2 separate regions of the Sus scrofa genome follow, and region 2 is linked to region 1. The links are chromatin contacts, called in public HiChIP or PLAC-seq maps. All regions are on one chromosome and are shown on one strand. The core of a region is the stretch at or near the end of the contact, and the rest is flanking DNA. Distances in the headings are between cores, read along the strand shown.

The links. HiChIP or PLAC-seq counts read pairs in DNA pulled down with a chosen protein or histone mark.
Region 2: an H3K27ac HiChIP or PLAC-seq map of alveolar macrophages shows a contact between it and region 1. The contact joins two enhancer-like sites. A contact is called at or near these places in 2 of 47 Hi-C or Micro-C datasets (embryonic fibroblasts and epiblast stem cells) and 1 of 2 datasets of contacts at active chromatin or transcription factors (alveolar macrophages).

What each region holds. Positions count from the first base shown.
Region 1 is chr7:20,073,002-20,078,733 of Sscrofa11.1, reverse strand. All of the region lies in intron 2 of CARMIL1 (F-actin-uncapping protein LRRC16A), which reads right to left. Among named protein-coding and RNA genes, the nearest start is that of CARMIL1, 39 kb to the right of the region's middle. Within about 2 kb of position 4,318, at least 4 of the 83 cell types and tissues checked have an H3K27ac peak or open chromatin away from gene starts, as enhancers often do. A contact at or near this core is called in alveolar macrophages, where this site is marked.
Region 2 is chr7:20,226,710-20,232,605 of Sscrofa11.1, reverse strand. It overlaps CARMIL1 (F-actin-uncapping protein LRRC16A), which reads right to left. Exons shown (of 37, transcript XM_013977486.2): 13 at 4,740-4,843; 14 at 2,252-2,329; 15 at 2,025-2,101; 16 at 655-759. Among named protein-coding and RNA genes, the nearest start is that of SCGN, 160 kb to the left of the region's middle. Within about 2 kb of position 1,510, at least 3 of the 83 cell types and tissues checked have an H3K27ac peak or open chromatin away from gene starts, as enhancers often do. A contact at or near this core is called in alveolar macrophages, where this site is marked.

The DNA of each region.
Region 1 (5,732 bases), core at 3,069-5,568:
GGATGTGTGCCTATATTTACTTGTTTGTCTACCTCATCACCTAGATGGCTAGTCAAGCCATATTTGTCATATTTGCTGCAAGCCCTGCACAGTGCCTGCTATGTATATAGTACATGCTGCATAAATTTCTATCATAGAAATAGATGGACAAATGAATGAATCAATAACAAACCTTGCAACAGAAGGCAATGACTTCAAATCTCTAGCTAACATAATCAAACTACCTTCCAGATTATCTGAATCAGTCTCTTTAACACAGGTTAACTGTCTTCCAAACAAGTCATGATAATACCATATGAGAGCTGTGAGAGGGGGAAAAAAAAAAAAATACAACTGAACACAAATCATTTGCACAAAAACAGACCCAGAGCAGAACCCTGAAATCCGGAAGTAGATTGTCTTTTCCAGGATTCTGTTTTTTTCGTTTTCCAAGTTAACTGAATATCAGCCTTCACACCAGCTGACAGTTGAACAAATACTTCCAGATTAAACAGCTCATGGTATATGACAAGATGTCAACACCCTTCCACAGAATATATATTTCTGCCTCACACAATGGCAAGTATTCAAGTTTCAACTAATTCTCCACCACATGGATGATGGAAACCTCATCTTAGGGCACAGCTGGGGGAATTGGTATCCATAGATACTCAGTAATAAATCAAGCAAATGAACACAAAGCTCAAAGGAACCTGTACCCCCAACTCCCCAAATAGTGTCTGCTCTTCTCTGTTCCCTGATAGAAGGCCTACTCCATGCTTGTCTGTGAAGCAAGTATTTGTTGAGCAAGGAATAAGTAAATTAATACATCATCGGCATTCAGAGCAATATTCTAGAATCACACGGCCACTGGCATATTCCTCCAAAAAGAAGGTCTCCTATCACTTCTCTGCTTATAAGCCTCCCATAGCTCCCAGTGGCCTTCAAGAAAAGCTCTATGTTCCTTATCCTGGGTATCAAGTTTCAGTTTTGCAATATGAGGAAGTTCCTGCTAAAAGGTGGGATCCCACCTTGACACTTAGAGACAAGCCTGGGAAAACTGAGCATTGATAAGGAGGGGCAGAAAGAGAGAAAATGGGGCTTGGGTGATGGCAATATGTCACCAGAGCTTAACAGAGAGTCTGCTCTTCAGAGAGCTTCAGTCTGAGGCCATCGCCCAGGTAAATCCTACCCAAATCCACTTGGATCAAAGAACATAGCCCTACAGTATTTTTTCAAATCATTACAACACAGAGACTGTGTTGATAAAGGAAAGGTTACAAGATTATGGAAAACAAAAGATTCTGATGGCCAAGCAACTTCAAGGGAGCACCTGGTGGGCTGAAGAACTTAAAGCTGAATGCGACTTCACTGGACTTCTGGTATTTTCCTGTGGTGCTCTTAGGGAGAATACGACAACTTCCTCTCTTTTCTCTGCGGCTAACTTACATGGAAAGGTTCCCAGCGCTGGAAGGGAAGGGGACAGTCATCCCTCAAGTGTTCACTAGGGCACCTAGGCCATCCGGGGAGCTGAGATACAATGTCTCCTACCCTCGGGGTGTCCACAGTTGAGGGGCTCAACCCGAATCACCAGGGAACTCCTTCCCACATGAGATTAGGCAGCAGTGCAGCTAATCGAGGCCAACACCTTTGTGTTGAAGACAGTGGACCTGGCATTCCTGCTGTGGCATAATGGGTTAAGGATCCAGTGTTGCCACAGCTGCGGTGTAGGTCACAGCTGTGGCTCAGATTTGATCCCTGGCCTGAGAATAACACTATGCCACGGGTTCAGCCAAAAAAGGAGAGAAAAAAACAAAAAAACAAAATAATGGACCTTGAACATGGTGGGTGTTAGGGGCAGTTGAGTATCTGCACATAACTTACAGCCAACATTCTACATGCAGATCTAATTCCTCCCATCCTCGGATCCAACAGTCTGGATGTGTGGTCCTGCAGTATTTACTTTGGAAAAAATCCCCATGGGCATGGCTCTGCACAGCTCAACCCTGTGTTGTTCAAGGGTCAACCATAGTTACTTTCCTAGAGAAGAATGTCTATCAATACAGCAGTGATCTGGAATTTCTACTGTGGCTCAGCAGGTTAAGAACCCAACTAGTATCCACGAGGATGTGGGTCCGATCCCTGGCCTCCCTCAGTGGGTTAAGGATCTGGTGTTGCCGGGAACTGTGTGGTATAGGTCACAGGTATGGCTGGGATCCTATGTTGCTATGGCTGTGGCTATGGCCAGCAGCTGCAGTTCCAATTCAACCCCTAACCCTGAACTTCCAGCTGCCGTAGGTACAGCCCTAAAAAAAAAAAAAAAAAAAAAAAAAGGCAAAAAACAAACACCCAGCAGTGATCTGAGGTCACAACTGCCAGTAAAGACAGACGACAGCATGGGAAGCCTGGAGGCTCCTGTAGCCTCTAGGAGCCCACAGGCCATGATGCACATTTTCTCATGGGTTGTATCTAATAACCTCATTGACCAAACTTGAAAAATATCTTGCACCTACTTCCTGCCTTCTTCCTCGTAAGTGCGCTAGCTGCTCTCCGATACATTCTGACACTTACTGAAATTAGACTTCAACACACACTGATATACAATTCCCACAGCAGGAGAGAAATGCTAAAAATTATGCGTAGCATTCACTGACATATACACACACACACAAGTCACTAGTGTGTGTGTGTTTAATCCAGGGCACTTTAACAATCACAATATTTATTCCTTTGTATGAAAGCACTGGATTTCTTTAAAATTAACTGAAAGAACTGAAAAGCTCCAAACAGGATCAAATCCTTAAATTTCTTCTCCAAAGTAGCAGGTAATATATCACATACAGGCGGGTGTTCTGTCGATTCCATTCTCTTCATTTTTGGAAGGCTTTTTATGTTCTTCTTTGGGAAATCATTTCTGCCTTTCCTATTTACATAAAGGGCCCAGGCTGAAACATTCCCAAGGTTTACAATAAAAGCATGCATTTCCCATTAGTTTATTCATTCATCCAAATGCCACAGTCCCCTGAACCCGCCCATTTCACAGAGGCTGAATCAGGCCCTCCCAAGGCTTCTCAAACACTCTGTGTGGCTCCAGCAGAGCTCTGACTGCACCTTAGACCACCTGTCCCCTATCCCCCAGTGAGCTGGGAAACAAATCAAGTATAAAGACCTTTTTCCCTTTTTTTGCCACAGAACCTCCTCAGTTCCTGCAACTCCATAGGTGGGTGCTCGAGAAAGGTAGAAAAACCCTAACTGACTCTATTTCCATCACCAGCGACTGTACTACTTGCAACCAGGTGCTGTCAGTCCTCCCCTGGAGGAGTAATTCCACTTCTGGACATTTAGAGAAAAGACAGGCAGAGGTCAGGCAACCAGTGCGTGCGCAATTTAGAATGTACGTGCTGGGGTCGGGGAGGCAGACACGTGCGGAGCACAGAAAGGTCCAGAAGTTCTTTCCAGTGCCTCGAGCTCCTGAGAGTACTAGAAAGAGCCAGAACACCCCCTTGCCACCTGCACTCTAGAGCATAGGCATTCAGCCACACCTCCACCTTCTGCCCAGAATGTCACCTGCCAGTGGTAGGGGGCGGGGGGGATGTTACCTCAAACATCGGACCAGCCTGCAGGGAGAGAGAAACTACTGATGCCACAGCTTTCTTTCCTTTTCATTCACGGACAAGGCCTATTCAAAGCATGCTATTTGTTGGGAAGGGGCGGGCGTTAAAATGCTTATGAGATGTAAAAAGCTTAGATACACTTCCTGGCAACTGGTAAGCACTGTCTCTCCTAGCTATTAATATCGTTTTCTATTTGGCGGGAACAAAGGTAAAAGGTAAACCATGCCATTTAGCTCAGAGTTATCCTCCTGATCCTCTGACCAGACCACTGTGTCATTATCCACATGTGCAAATGAACAGAGCTGGGAAATCAAAATCCTAAAACAAGCGGGCACTCTCCCCTGTAAGTTTAGAGCAACAGCTTTGCTTATGTGGAGGCGGCAAATTAAAGAGGCACTGCTTCTTCTGAACTCCCTAGAAACCATCCAGGGGTGCCCACCCCTCCTTTAAAACCTGCCTCTAGGAGTTCCCGTCATGGCGCAGTGGTTAACGAATCTGACTAGGAACCATGAGGTTGCAGGTTCGATCCCGGCCCTTGCTCAGTGGGTTAACGATCCGGCGTTGCCATGAGCTGTGGTGTAGCCTGGGAAGCTCCATATGCCACAGGAGTGGCTCTAGAAAAGGCAAAAACAAAAAAACAAAAAAAAACCCTGCCGCTAACCTGGAGAGGGGGTGGCAGGAGAGAAAGAGGAAGAAGAATGTTCCCCTTTCACCCCATCAGAGAGCCTTTTCTCTTTAGTAACAAGGGGAGTTGAAATGAGAGCATATTCTGGGTACTTTTGGAGTCTTTGAAGCCAAACTGCCTGTGTTCACCAGCCAAGCCTCACTGTTTAATCTTCATTGACCAGTATCTGAGCATCATGCACTCGTGGGTCGGCTGATAGATAACGCAGAGCAGAGAGGAAGTAACGAACCCCACTCTCAGGGACCCTAATTGCTTTTTTTAAAAGAGGTGAACGTATGTAAAGATTCAGTATCTCCCCAATCTGCAGCGAGGCCATGGCACTCCAGAAAACATCTGGCAGAGAATCCCACTTTTTAAGGGGCTATCCCCTCCTCTGAAAATCTAATAAACCACAGCTCCTGGAAAAAGGAACACAGATGAAGTTTGCATGTATATTCCAGCAGGTTAGTGAGCCCAGGGTTAGGAAAGTGAGTCTGTAGAACACAGGCATCCTCACCTCTGGAAGGACTGCCAGCCTCCCTTCATTAGCTGCTCTCAGATATACACACTCCCTGCCTTTTAAGGAAATTGAGCTCTTTGAAATGAGCAGAACTTTCAGGGTCAAAGGGCACAGTTTTGAAGTAGGCCTGCTAGTGAACAAAACCTTACCTAAATTATTACACTCATTTTTTTTTAAAGTGTACATTATGAAAAAGTTATTTTATGACTCGTAAACATTCACAGAAATCAGAACGAGCAGAGTGAAGCCCCACTCCGCTGCAAAGCAGTGGATTCCTCTGATGAATAAATCAGAATGATTCACAATGAGTCTAATTAGCTTACTCGACACGTAAGCGAAGGCTTTTGCTGGGCTGGAGCAGGACCCTTGAAAAGGAGTCTATGTTCTGAGCTGTTTCAAACACAGCACCTCCTTCCCATTTGACTTACCTTCCTGTGTCGACACTAAGTGGCCTAATTTGTGAATAAAGAGCCAATGGGTATCAACAAGACCAGCTTCAGAAGACAGGACCTTCTTTGGTATTCACTGAGTAGGACTTTACCAAGTACGGGATGGCTTCAGATTCCACTTCAGGTTGGTCAAAAGTACTCTACCCTTCCGTGGTGACACCTGTGTCCCTACTGGGCACCTCACAAACACAGGTGAGCAATCAATCACCTTCAAGATACAGGACTGGGTTTTCTGGGCCATTAAGAGCAAGTTGACATCCGGGCACTTCAGGACTCCGCCCACTCAACTGAACTCCCAGGTGTCTCTTTTGCAGCAAAGGGACACCACCACTCCCAGGCAGAGTATCCTGGGTGGCAGCCTTCTAAACATTGCCTCATGCTTCATCCCCAAGATGTAACTGTGAGCCAAGGAGTTGTTTTATTTCATTTTGGCCACCCATGCAGCATATGGAAGTTCCTGGGCCAGGGACAGATTCTGAGCCAGAGCTGTGACCTATGCCACAGCT
Region 2 (5,896 bases), core at 261-2,760, 160 kb before region 1:
ATGTGCAGAGTTTGATTATTACTGTTAGTGGAAATATTTTAAAACACACACACAAGGATATACTGAAAATGGACTGAACAGAGGTGAATATGAAAGCAATGTACCCGGAAGCACAACTTTTCTAGATCAGTGACTACTGCCAAGGTCACAAACCAAAGGAGGATTTTTTTTTTTTTTTTCATGGAAGATGCAATAATATCAAGAGTGCACAGTGTACTCAAAAAGAATCTGATTTCGGGAGTTCCCGTCTTGGCGCAATGAAAACAAATCCAACTAGGAACCATGAGGTTGCGGGTTCAGTCCCTGGCCTCGCTCAGTGGGTTAAGGATCCGGTGCTGCCATGAGCTGTGGTGTAGGTTGCAGACACCGCTCGGATCCTGCGTTGCTGTGGCTGTGGCCAGTAGCTGTAGTTCCGATTTGACGCCCTAGCCTGGGAAACTCCATATGCCCTGGGTGTGGCACTCAAAAGCAAATAAATAAATAACAGCTTTAAAAAAAAAAAGAATTTGATTTCCTTTGTGACCCAAAGTAAAAAGGCATTTTCATCTTCCTTGTCTGTCTTAGGATTGTATGTCTTTTTCCCCCTCCCTCGAGCACATTCATAATAACAAATTGAACTTTAAAAGCTCTAGAGAAAATGAATTAACCACTCACTTTAAGGGCTCAGGAGACAGTTTTGTGCCTGAAAGGTTGATTTGCATCAGAGCCAGAGAACTGCTGAAAAACTGCTTGAAAGATGGGGGGACTTCTTTTCCTTTCCTGAAAAATAAAACATGCGAGTCACATTGGCAGTTAAACTCAGCTCAGCACCACACTTCCAAACTAGCAAAGTTACTCACTGGTAATTCAGATATTGTGAAATACCCCATGAATGGATTGTAGCTTCAGTAGAAATTTAAAGGTTAAAAAGAAACAAAATGTCTGATCATTACAAAAATTAATTCAATGTACTCTGAAAAATGGGTAAGCGGTTAAGAAACCTCATTGTCTTTAAATCATTTGATCCCTATTCTTTGCAGTCAAGAAATTCATTGTGTTCTATCCTAGATCTTAGAAAACTCAGCTTCTCTCACCATTTTATCGCCTTCACTTTACACTCTCTGATCTTATCCTATTGAGGTATTTGTGGCGTATGTTCATTATGGTGAAGATTTACGTCTCTGTTGACGTAAAAGACCAAGAGTACGTTCAAATACAGAATAACTCATTTGAGGCATAATTGTAGAATAAAGCATGCCGAGTTCTGAATTTTCCAAGAAAGTGACTGCTTTTCCTTTGAAAACGTAAAGCTTTTAAAATGCAAACCAGTTTAAAAAAAAAAAAAAAGTGATATTCCTAAGATGAAGCAATTCTCCTTGTTTTTAGAGACGCATGTAATGAGTAAAATATGACTTGTGACCTGTGGTAATGATTATGAGCATTAAGTGTTGAGTTGTATGACTATGGCCCCCGAATGCCTTACTCATATAACCCACATACTTCCACATTCTCGCGTGCTCAGTTGCTGCTGGGTGTGAATACTTGTTGCTTGTAATCTACCGCCTGCTTGTGCAATCAACTCTAAGTCAGGAAGGGACAAGTAAGGTACTTAGGCTGACCTTCCACTTCTGCAAATTAAAGTGTCTGCGCTTTGGAATGACTATTCTCTTTATTTCCCTGATGGCTGATACTTACCGTCAAAGTGCATTACTGAGACACACCTACAGAAGTTTCTGAAAGTTATAGTAAGTCATACAGTCTCTTTCTATATTAAGAGAGAAGGCCTGTCCACCTATGAGAAATAGTACTTTATTATCTAGTTCATATAGGCAGGCTGGAGTTATTGATGGAAGACAGACCCGGGGTGAAAAGAAGCATAAAAAACTTGAACCTTCAAGGTCTAATATTCATAGATCACGGTCTAAGACCATCTCCTTCTCTCATGCACAATGAGCACCCTTTATCACCATTTTCATCTCACTATCACTTTCCCTGAGAGAAAGACCCTCCTAGATGATAATGATAATGCAGGAATGAATCCATACCGATGAGAAAAGACTGTTCTGGAGAGATTGAGCACAGCTAAATATTGAAGGCAGCCACGAAGAAGAGCTCCACAGACCTGAGAAAGAAACGAAGCACTCTCATTTTCAAATATTTCTAGAACTAAGAGAATATTTTATTGGGGAGCAAGCCCATTCTTTCCCAGCTAAGTAGCTGTTCTGAGACACAACCCCCCACTCATAACAATGTATAAAAATACATATGTTACCATGTCCAGGGAACATTCTGTATTGGATAAATCCAGATGAGCAATGGCATTTGGCTGAGCCAAAAAACTGTACATGGACTTGAAATAAAAAACAAAAAGCAAATATATTAGGATCCAGAAACACACATGCACACACACACATGCGAGCACACCGTGCAGGTTAATTTATAGAAGAAAATTGCCCCAATTCCTCCAGGATCATTTTCTCCTCTTCCCAAGAGGACATGCAGAATTTTCTGTCATTCCATTATCTTCCCTGAGAGCAAAAATCCAAAAACTATTTTAAATTATGTGTAAGTTTAAAAAAGGCCAAATGGAGCCTTGGCTACCCAACCCCTTTTTTGTCACACATGACTTCATTTTCCTGATTAGCTCCATTTTTATTGTACAATTTTGAAACAGTGCTAATTAATTTTAACTGCTGAGATCGAAAAACCACCTGAATTACAGTCACCCTATCAAAATGCTAATCACCTTTGCAAGTATTCAAGGAGCCACTAATTTGAATTTTAACCACAAGATAGTGGTCTCAGGCTACACACTCTTCAGTTCAACAAAATAATTTTTCTACCTTTAGTTACTTCCAAAATCTAACAAGAAAGGGCCTGACAGTACTATTCATTGGCTTGTTGTTGTTGTTGCTGTTGTTGTTGTTTTAATCTCACTTATAGCTAAAACACTTGAGTTTTCAGGGGGTCACAATGCCTCAAGTACGCCCTCATCCTAGTGCAAAGCTATGAAAACAACACAATTAATACCTCTCTGTTATTCTCTAATTGCCCTGTGTGCATAGCAATGTCAGCATCCACCAATAACAAACCAAGTCCAAGTTCCTAACTAACAGTAGGCACATAGCCCAATTCTGCTTTGCTTCACTGAATGCCATAAGATACTTGCAAAAACAAACAAGCTTACGCTAAGAAGTTCTAGTCCTTGGCAAAGACTCTTAGGAGTAGCGACTTGGCTACAGGTACTTGAGAAAATGCCTCTATAGCAAGGAATTCAAAAGAGCAAGAGATTGGCCTATAAATATTTTTAGAATAACCAGATACACAGGACGTACTGTATTATGAAAAAGTTCTGATTCAGAAAAAAATTTGGCTCTACTTAAGATCTGAGCCCGTCTTTGCCTGGCAATGCGATTTTACTCCCAGCTACCGGCTGGGGGAGCTCTAATCAACCTCAAGTGGTGACAAGACCCTACTTGGCCAACTCTTCCCTAGCAGGCCCTACAAGGCTGCTCTCCCAGAATGGCTTGCTGAATGGCTCCCAGAACCTCAGCCTGTGCAGGGCTGGAAGCCCTCTCTCACCCAGGCCTCATCATTCCACTCCTCCTTCCCCAGAGGCCAGCTGGGACAAGACCAGCTACTGTGCTGTCTTGGGTGACTATTAATGCCCCTATTTTAGCAGTCTTATTAAATTTCGAGCTCGTTCGTCTTTTATCCTTCTCTCTATTCTGCTAGTTTGTCACTGTAATGTCTTGTTGGTTTCCCATCAGACTCCTTGTTTCATCTTTGGAAGGGGATTTATGAATCATCAATGAAAGTGACAACTAAAATTGGACAAAACACTGCAAAAGCCATGGTACACCAGGAAGTATTATGTAATTGAGTGCGAGCATAAGGGAGAGAAAAATAGCTACAAAAAGGGCTGTGGCAACATTCTCTGTCTTACAGGGAAAGTAAAACAGAAGAGTAGCGAGAATACATTTCACATTGGTTTTGACTCCCATAAAGCAATGGAACCCAAGTTAAGTCCTCTAAAGTGGTCCCTGTACTGTAGGCCCTATTGGTGAGGGAGAATTTCTTCAAAATTCTATCCTGGTGACCAGAGGGGAACATTTACCCCATCTGGCTACGAGATCATACCTGATTCACTGTACCAAGAAGATCTGCCAGACATTTCTATTACGGATTCAGCTGCAGGAGAAATCTTGCTATAATTGAAGGGAAACTTTCTGCCTTCACACTCAAACTTTCAAGGGTGTCCCCAGCTGACTCCTAACCATACCCTTTTCTCTATTGAATTCATGGAGTATAAGGACTGCAGTTCATCCCCATATTCCCTTTCAATCACAAACTATTTTAAAAGCCACCAGTCTTCCCAACAATATTATCTAATGATGAAGTAATTCACTTCACATTTCCCATCTTCTTTATCGGGCAATTTTAAAATAGGTGCAATAATGTTTTGAAATGAAGAAAAAAAGTTCCTTCAGAAAAAGTGTTTTGAGAAGAATTTAAACTGCAACAACATTAACTGGCAGGGGTGGGGGTAATCCATGGAATAGACTATATTTAATAAAGGAAGGCTCTTGAACTTTTCTCTAAAACACTTGATAAGCTCCTAACTAAATGACTTGAAGATGCCATGATAAAGGGAGATGTGGGGAAATAAACTACAAAGCCCTGTTTAGAAATGATTCCAGGCTTATTAAGTACAGCTTCTTTGAGGGGGGCAATAAAGAAAAAAAAAAAAAAAAACCTACCGAGAGGTCATCTCCGCGAAGGATGTTCCCTGAGAGGTCCAGATGGATAAGGGTGGTGGCGGTCAAGGGGTTGGCACTGAGTGACTGAAAAAGGCTATTCACCCCTGCAACATCAAGAAGACCCAGGCTCAGCTTCCACTCCAGGAAACAAATGAGGTTTGTGAGTTTCTTTCAATGGTTCAGCAGCCCCACCAACTTGCAGGACTGAGGTTAACTCTATGCATTGTCCCCAAAAGGTAGCTCTTTTGACATCTTCTCAGGAAGAATAGTTTAGTCACAGACACAGCCAGCTCACTGAGTTGGAGAAAGAAAAGGGTCAACTTCATTTTGCTCCACCTCTAAGGATGCGGATAGAAAGGATTTATTTTGAAGTCTTAGAATGATGCAAGCAATCTAATTGATAATTCTTATCCTTCTCTGAATCCTGTAAGGTGATGCTTGACTTAGTGTACTACACGAAAACGATGTAGATGCAAACTCAGATACTTTAAGCTATGTATGCAAATTCAGATACTTTAAGAAATGTATTGCTTTACTTAATGTATTATATTTGAAGCAGATTGAAATGGACTTTACAAAGAAAAAATGATCTATACACAAAGGAAGAAGCAATCAAAAGGAAAACCTGCTAATTAACACTCTATACACTATTGATATGCATAACATAAATGGTTCAAGTTAAAGGCAATTGAAATAAAGTGATAAAAAAAAAAAACCCTCAAAAAGCAAAGAATGAACACACGAAGAAGGCAAGATTGTCCTATGAAAAGAGAGGTCTGTTTCACTATGTGTGGTTACCAGTAATTGAAATAGGCCTGTGAGTTGGGACCTTATGGTGGGTAGATTTTCATCAGGCCACTTGCAAACAGAAGCTCAGAAGGGGCTGGTCCCTCACTGGGATTCCAAAAGGTCAAAATACACACAATTATCACTGATGATTATTCTTAAGATAACAGGGACATGGGCCATTGCAAAGCTCTTCGTGTTTTTACTGAAAGTCTATGGTTCTAAGCCTCATATTTTGGAAATATAGGGCTATTTCTAAATGGGGTATACCTTTATCAATCACTTTATTTTTCTGATTTTTCTGTAAAATTCTTCTTGAAAGTCCCAGCCTTTCTTAACCATCCTAAAGGGCAACGGGGAAGGGGTTTCTG